Linked DNA regions of Sus scrofa: region 1 is linked to region 2. The links are chromatin contacts, called in public HiChIP or PLAC-seq maps. All regions are on one chromosome and are shown on one strand. The core of a region is the stretch at or near the end of the contact, and the rest is flanking DNA. Distances in the headings are between cores, read along the strand shown. Region 1 overlaps SPATA31D1 (spermatogenesis-associated protein 31D1). Region 2 overlaps LOC102167422 (a long non-coding RNA gene).

The links. HiChIP or PLAC-seq counts read pairs in DNA pulled down with a chosen protein or histone mark.
Region 1: an H3K27ac HiChIP or PLAC-seq map of skeletal muscle shows a contact between it and region 2, with 13 times the contacts expected there. The contact joins two enhancer-like sites. A contact is called at or near these places in 3 of 47 Hi-C or Micro-C datasets (psoas muscle and skeletal muscle) and 1 of 2 datasets of contacts at active chromatin or transcription factors (skeletal muscle).

Annotation. Positions count from the first base shown.
Region 1 is chr1:234,511,116-234,515,325 of Sscrofa11.1, reverse strand. The region is part of intron 2 of SPATA31D1 (spermatogenesis-associated protein 31D1); the gene reads right to left. Among named protein-coding and RNA genes, the nearest start is that of SPATA31D1, 140 kb to the right of the region's middle. Within about 2 kb of position 1,710, at least 2 of the 83 cell types and tissues checked have an H3K27ac peak or open chromatin away from gene starts, as enhancers often do. A contact at or near this core is called in skeletal muscle, where this site is marked.
Region 2 is chr1:232,735,001-232,738,937 of Sscrofa11.1, reverse strand. All of the region lies in intron 2 of LOC102167422 (a long non-coding RNA gene), which reads right to left. Among named protein-coding and RNA genes, the nearest start is that of NPAP1, 340 kb to the left of the region's middle. Within about 2 kb of position 1,392, at least 5 of the 83 cell types and tissues checked have an H3K27ac peak or open chromatin away from gene starts, as enhancers often do. A contact at or near this core is called in skeletal muscle, where this site is marked.

The sequences.
Region 1 (4,210 bases), core at 461-2,960, 1.8 Mb before region 2:
CCATGCCCCCATTTGGAGGAGTGAAGAGCAGCGAGGATGCCACTGAGAGAGGTCAAAGCCAGGGAAAGGTCCTGGGATCAAAATTTGGCTGAGTAGGGTCAAAAGTTTTGAGCAGCCAAAAGGAGAAAGAGCCAGAAGATAAACATAACCCATTTTCAAAGAAGTGCCAAAGATGAAAAGCAGGAAAGGCGAAATTGCTCATCAAGTCCAAAAGGGTGAGCACAGAGCCAGAAGCTGGGAGGAGAAGGGAGTTAAATTCAAATGCCAGGTAAAGCAGAAATAGAGTGGGGGGGGGGAGTGAAATAAAGGGTCCCAGACAATAACTGGGAACCATTCCTTGGAGTTTGACACTCGATTTGGTTGAGTATGAGTTAGCTTAATTTAAAAGCACAGGATCTGAGCAGGTACCCTCCCTCCTTCTGACTGTCTCCCAGCTTAATTGCCAGTCCATTATCAACAAGGCATCAAAACCACCTACCAAACAAAATCTGGAAGCCATTTAGGCAGTCCTGCTAATGAACCAGTTTAGTCCAAACTGATTTGGCCATGAAGATGACCACATTTCCTGAGGACAGCTCTCCCTAGATTCCTCCCTTGACTGTTTTGTGAAACAAAACACTTAAAGACAGGCTGTATGTAACTGAGTTCAGGTTCAAGTAGCCTGACACACTGGAGGATGGAAATGCCTTACTCACCTGCAGAAAACTGACTGAGCACTTACTGTATCCTATGCAGCATGCCTACCCAAAGTTCTTTAGCTATATTATCCCAGTGTGATTAACATTTATAATTTTCTCTGGTTAAAATCAATTAGATTTTTGTAAGACTTTTGATCTTCCTCCACCCCAATTTAAATTGTGAATAATTTTGTGAAGGCTAGGATTATCTTGCCATATTCTTTTTACCCTTCCTAATTTCTAGTCAAGCCTCGAAAAGTGAAGCACACTCTGGGGGCTCTGAGCATCTCAGATCACCTTAATTCTACCTGTCCCAAGGTGGGGGTGACTTGCTCAGTCAATATGGAGCAAAGTGTTTAGTACCAGCCTTGAAATAAGTGGTTTCTTTTTTTATTGTCTTCTCCCCTCTCTCCCCCCACCACCACTTTTCAGAGAAGCAGCAACAGTAATTTAGACTTTTCTTCTAATGTGACCTACACTCCACAGGCACTGTATAAAAGCTGAGCCAGGGCTTAACAAAGGATTTGGGTGCACATAGGTATCTGTGTGTACGTGTGCTTGTATGTGTGCCAGCATGAGGAAAGAAAGTTTATATCAAAGAGATGATAGGACCCACAAAAAGAACTCCTAGTTTTGTGGTATTAATGTTACATTTTGGGAGGAGTTTGCAGGGAAGGAAGTGGAGCAGCTGGGGCAGGGGGGTGAATTCACATTTCTAACTGGGTGGGAAGCTTGGGTAAGGAAAACAACTGAAGTCTTTCCCGGCACTGGGATCGTTCATTCGAGAAAGGAAAAAAGGCAGTGCTCAATTCCCCTCCTCCCTCGCTCCCCACTTCCTTGGTGCCCTTCCAAGGTAGGGCCCCTTGGTGCTGGCTTCTCAGTCCTCCCCCCAGGGAGGCTTACCAAGGCCAAGAGGGCCAGATGGGGCTGCTGGCAAAGATGCTGCTGATCCAGCTCTTTCTCATCCCACTTTCCGTCTGCCAGTGCTTTTGGTGGTGGCAGTGCCTCGTCCTGATGAGGTTAGAATTACCACCCTGCAGCGGGTGGCGTGGGTACCAGCAAGCATCCAGTTACATTCACCAGCTACCCTCTACCTGCTCTGGGCTGGAATGTGCCATCATTATCTTGCTACTCCCATTTTATACTTCACACACCAGCTTTCTCTCAAGACAGTTATTTGATCACTAACCACTTTGAATATCATGATCATCGGCTCATTTATTTTTTCTATTTTAAAGGATGGCTCTGGGGTGCACAGGGAGCAGCCGCATTGATTTCCACATTTGCCAAGGCATCCGAGTGTGAGCTGCCTATCAAGGCACTGGCTTTAATAAAAGGTTATTACTGTGATCATTATTTAGCATTTATATAGCTCCTCACAATTGTTTACCCATTATTCCTTAGAGTATCCCTGTCAAGGTGATCAGTAATAGCAACCCCTATTGTAGAGGAAGTAAGTCAGGGGTCCTGGAGAGGTTTTAGGAATATCCATAAAAGGACACAAAATGAATTATCAAAGGACTGGTGGGGCCTGACCCTCCCTCTAGCATTGAACTTGATGAGTTCACTTATTCTGTCATTCTGCTTTGCAGACCTACACAAGGCGGGCTTCTCCTGAAGGATGCAGCTCAGATATCCTGAAAGGCCCTCCCTGGCTACAGGATCTAAAGTAGCATCGCCTCCCCAAGGCACTCACTATCACATCCCAATGTTGATAGACTTGACAGTGCTTAGCGCTACCTGAAGTTATGAGAGTTGTCTACTTATGTTCTCGTTTATTGTGTCTTCACCATTCAAAAAGGTCATCTCCATGACAGTAGCAGTCTTGCCTGGATTGTTCATTGCTGTATCCATCCTCTTTGGTGAAAGCACTTGGCATACAGTAGGTACTCAATAATGCTTACAGCGGGAATGATAATAACAAGAGTCCTATAAATACCATTTCTCATCATGGTGTCCTATGCCTTTTCATCTCTTTCTGGATTTCCAGATACAGTCCATTATTCTTAATTACCCTGGTGCTAATGATCTGGTTTGTGGATGGCCCAGGTTCCTTTCTTCTGAAATCTCTCTCACCTTTAGTTGAGAGGAGTCAAGAAGAAAGTAGGGAAGTGAAAGTCCTACTAGACAATGTTACTAGTTCTAATAGCTTTAGAAAGGTACAAAGTTGAAATTATTGATTCTAAGATTTCTTTTTTACTTTATTTGTGGGTTAAAAAAAAAAAAACCCATCTGTGTTATATATGCAATACAGTGAAAAGTGCTTTGAAGAAGTTAAAAGCACTATATAAATGTAAGATATAATTATGTATGCATGTAGTCCCATTAACCTTGGTAATTGAGAGTTGGTTATACATTTAAGGTCTAATTAGTTTTGATAGAACAGTAGCTCACACTTTTCTAATGGGTAGGACCAGACAAGCTCTTAGAAAATGTGCCTTTGGTTGATTTCTTTTTTCTCAACCACTAAATCAAGATAAAGCTTGAAATCTCTTCATAGCCTGAGAGGCTGGCAGTAATGCTGATTTCTCATCAACAAGTAAGGATAGACAAGTGGTACAAAACAACTATATTTTCTTGTTCCAAATCTCACATGGTGAGAACACAACTCCCCCCCCCGACCCCCACCCCCCAAAAATCTTAGGCTGATCTTGAATGAAAGACCCTCTGGATAATCTAAAATGAAGTTTTCTATTTAAAAAGTGTCCTTAATGTTCTTTGTAGTCCTATGTGCATCAGAGAATGGGTTGCCTTTTTGTTTTAAATATAATGAGTCAATGGAATACCTTATATATGATAACATGTGTTGTTATAATCTGTCCTCGCTACAATTCCGGTGCCACGTTATAGACGAAAAACAACGGAAGCAAAGCCATTAAATGGCTTCCTAAGTCTTAGAAGGAGTCACCAAGAAGACAGGTCTGGTTCAAGTCTCCTGACTCCAGCTTAAGATTCTCCACAATAATATTGGAAAACCACATTGGAAAGGGAAGACTCATTCCTAGTACTGTTGTTACACCACCAAGCTTCAAAGGTCAGGTAAATATTTGACTTTATGGTTAAATTTGTCACATTTACTCAGTGTGTACTATATTCCAGGCCCTGTGCTTTGCCCTGGGAGGTTCCAGAGAAAGTAAAGTCAGGTTAGATATTCCTGGCTGTTACAATTTAGCTGGGATAGGAATACAAACACTGTTGTAATACAAGGGAAGGGTACTGTGTGCACTGAGAGAGATGCAGAGTTCTGTGGGAGTGGGGGGAAGAGCAGTATCTTGAAATATTACACGAAAAAAATCATCTTTCATTCCAAGATGAACCTGGCATGAAATCAAGGTTTAAGTGAGGATATGCTGAGAAGAGTGAAGAGGGGAACGGGGTGGCAACCAAATTTTGCCTATTAAATTTTATCTATTCAAATTTTATCTACTGTGGCAAGATGAAAAAGTTTTAAATTACTTTTAAATAGAATACTAAAAATTAAGTATTTTAAAATTGCTTTTAATAGATAATATTTTAAAGTTACGTTTAAATAG
Region 2 (3,937 bases), core at 143-2,642:
ATCCTTCATTTGCTCTAACTATAATCCATTGGACTTGCATGCTGTGCTCTGTCTATCAAATCAAACCTTCCCCAAGGAAAACCTGATTCTTTTAGGCCCAGTCTGTGCTCTGACAGCACAAGCCACATGGCCTACTTCAATAAGTCCCCATTACTGCCGACTGCACTGCTTTCGGAGCCAAATCCCAAGGGCTCCCAAGATGGATCATTCAATCTTCTGAGTAATCAATCCCAAGAGCCTGCCGATCTGACCCTGCTCAGCTGAGCTGAGGAGTGGCCTGCCTCGTGGCCATGGCGGCCTTGGACTTGGGGAAGCGGCAGCAACACATATTCTCCAATTTCCAAAGCCTCTCCACAGATATTTGGAAAGGGCAGCAGGAAGGTGTGAAAAACAGAAGCAGGGGCTGGGGGAGGGGACTGGGAGATTCGATCCTAAACAGGTTTCACTTAAAAAAGGAAAATGGTTATATGACTCTTTGCAAAAACCTCACGCTCCACAGTGCCCTTTGGGGAAACTTGAACCTCCCAAATATGTTGTCAGACACTGAACCCACACCCAGAGTGTTAAGTAACACTGGCTCTTGGACAGAAAAGTGTCACCATTCCCTCCTCCTGGCTGGTGTCTTTAAATAGCTCCTCTTATTTACGGGTGTACATAGTGTTAATGTCCTTCAGTTGCTCTATTTTCAAGGATGGAAAAGCAGTTGCTAAGCATTTCTAAATGACAGCCCCAGGGTTCATTAAAAATATGGCAAACATTTGCTAAGCTCATTAAGTGCAATTTTTGTGTGTGTGTATCAGATTCCTCCTCTGCATGTTCTGCGTGACCAAACATCTATTAACCCTAATCCCATTGATGAGTCTGATACATTCAAACCGGCAATTAGACAAAACAAAAGGGATATTTATGGAGAGACTCCTAAATGGGCTTTCATATTGGTCTAAGCTGTTTCAAAACGACAGTTTAATTCCCCTCTGTTAATCCCTTGCTTCCAGAGCACTCCCTTTGTTTGATTATAGGCTGTCAGATTCAGGGATTCTGATTGAATCAAAATTTGAGGCAAACTAGAAACACATAATAATTATGCCATTTAAGCCCTGTTGCCTACTGTATAAGCAAACCAAGTGCTCTACAGATGAAGACTCCTTAAGCACAAAAGATTTCCAAATGTGCTGCTTGTACAATTAGATACCATAGAATCTGAATTAGGTGGTCATTGCCTCTGATCCTTTCGAAAATCCTCCATTTGATGAATTTGGTGGTAAAATACCGTGCATTAAATCTGTTGACTAGGCAAAAATATTTTAGGAAGAGCTCCCTCTGCTCTTCCTCCCCTCCACCCCATCGCCTCCCTCCTCAACCACAGCTGTGGACTTGTCTGACCCACAGTGGTTAATCTGAGCACCAGCTCTTATTTGGCCATTCCAGCTTTCCATTAACTCAGGGCCACGGGGGTGTTATTATTAGAGGCGGAAAGGATTCTGCATCACTTACATGGTGTAAAGCTGGACAAATAAACAAGTACTGACTATGGATGTCTCCCAATCACACTGGGCCTCAATTTTTGAATGTGCTCTTTCAAATAGCAAAATGACCCTTCTCTAGCTTGTAAAACCTCTCTTTGTTTTCCCTCAAAGAGAAGGAAACTCACCCAGAGGAGAGGACTTTTGACAGAGTTCCCCAGCAGTAACATCATTTTCAAGTGGCTCTTGACCAGCTGAGCTTTTTCAAAGTGTAACTTTTATAGCCACAAAGGATCATGTCTTATTTGGGTTCATTAAATTTCCTCTTACTTTGCAAAGGGCTGACCAAGCTCGCAGCTGCCGAGAGAGAGAAGCCAGCCCTTCATCATTCTTCAAGTTGATTCAGCACTGGTCAGGGCTCTATTTGAAAGCCCTACCCAGATTTAGACCTCATAATTTAGTCTCTGTTGGAAATGGGAAAAAGAAGAAGAAGAAGAATATCCTTGTTCTAGTAAGAACTAGATCTCCTTTGGCTACCGGTGAAAGTTGGGGTAGAGCCAGTGTTGGCAATGAGACACAAGCTGACTTATGGAAGTGTCGCCTGAGTGAGGTCAGGTGCTGAGGCTTACAGTGAGAAACTATCATGGAGCAAAGAGAAAATGAAAATGAATTTAACAAGAGTCAGACCGTTAACGCAGAAACCTCCTCACCTCCTTCTGCTCTCTCTCCTAGGAACTACATTTCCCAGCATTATCCACCTCTAAGATTTTGGGTTAGATGCTTCCAAGGAAAGCTTCCCACTTATCATTTGGAAAGCAAAGAGAAGCCTCTTCTCTCCAGAAGCTACTGTGGCCTCGGTAACTTGACGTCTCAGTGTCCTATCAAAAAATCACTGCAAGGTTGCCACAGCTTCCTACACTTTCAGATTTCTTGAGCACCAGCCATTCCCTCCAAGCCTAAGCTCCCAGACTTTCTCATGGAGATGCAAGCCTCTAATTCCTGTGTTAAGATACTTCCTACTTCAATTACTGGCTGGACCCTGACTGATACAGGTAATAGATGCCTGGAGCTAGGAAAGAGAGCTGGGCTGACTGAGGCCAGATCACTTTGAAGAATGGGATCTGAAGCTCAGTGTGGAGAACCTTCTACTTCATTCACGTGTGCAAGCATCTTTTCAACAAATCTTCATGGAACACCTACAAAATCCTAACCCCTCTGGCAGAAACCAGTGCTAAAGAGATAAGCTCCCTAACCCATAGATCTTACAGTAAAACAATAAAATGCTTCCTTTAGCATTTCTGCTAAAGGAAATGACGGGGGCAAAGAGCTACAGCTGCCATTTGCAAAGATACTAACAAGCAGAGAATAACAGGAATGTAATTAAGGAAAAAAAAATTAGTCGTGAACCAATGAGATTTAAATTGTAATCTCAGCTGTTTCATTTCCTAACCATGTGGCCTCAAAGCAGTCAAATGAGTTTACTCTCTGAGTGTCTGCTTCCCTGGTCTTATCTTACAGGATGGTTATGAAATTAGAGACAATGCACAGCAACTAAAACACAATAGCCACTCAGTAAATGGTATTTGAAACCCCACCACCACCACTAAACCCACTAAATGCTAAATTTCCTAAAAGCAGCTGTTTTACTGTCTTGATGTCCCAAGGATTTACCTAGCACAGTGACTTAGGTTTAAAAGATGTTCATGTATCAACTCATGAATGAATGATAGGATAAGTGAATATATGTATAAACTGTGTGGTACATAATGCATACTTGGTAATTGAACTATCTGTATTATAATTAAATACAATTAATATACTGTAGATAATGTACTAAGCTCAGTGGGAACAATAGGGAAGGAAGTCTTGGGGGAGGGAGAGTAGGAAGGGAGCATTTTCACTGAGATTTGAAGGATGCAAAGCAATAGGTCCTACCCCTTTTGGACATGAGGACACATCCATACAACCAGCTAAAAAGAGTTCCCTGGTGCCCCCTGCCTAGGCATTGGCTGGCCTCTCATTCCAGATGATAACAGAGCCTTCCCACCTGGGGTCAGGCTGTGCCTCCTGAGACTTCTCAGCAAGGGAAACCCACACATCACACAAGAACACCCTGTGAGCGACGCAGCCTCTCATTTCTGCTAAAGGAAATGAAGGCAGAAAGAAAATGATAATCTACAGGGAGTAACACCCACACAGTTATCACTCAAATGATCCCAAAAGGATCTGAACCTGACTGGAGCAGTGCTTCATAAACTTCCTTTCAAGGGGTTTGTCATCTTAGTAATTATAAAAGACTTTTATAGTCTGATTAAATATGTTATAATCCCTGTTCAATTTTCTACTTATTTTTAAACTATACCTATTGTTTCTCTTTTTCTAATTTTCTTTTCCTTCTTTTTTTTTCCCCCAATGCAGCTTTAATTCCATGGATTTTTGCCTCTTTTTTCTCTTTCCTATCTCTTTCTCAAAGC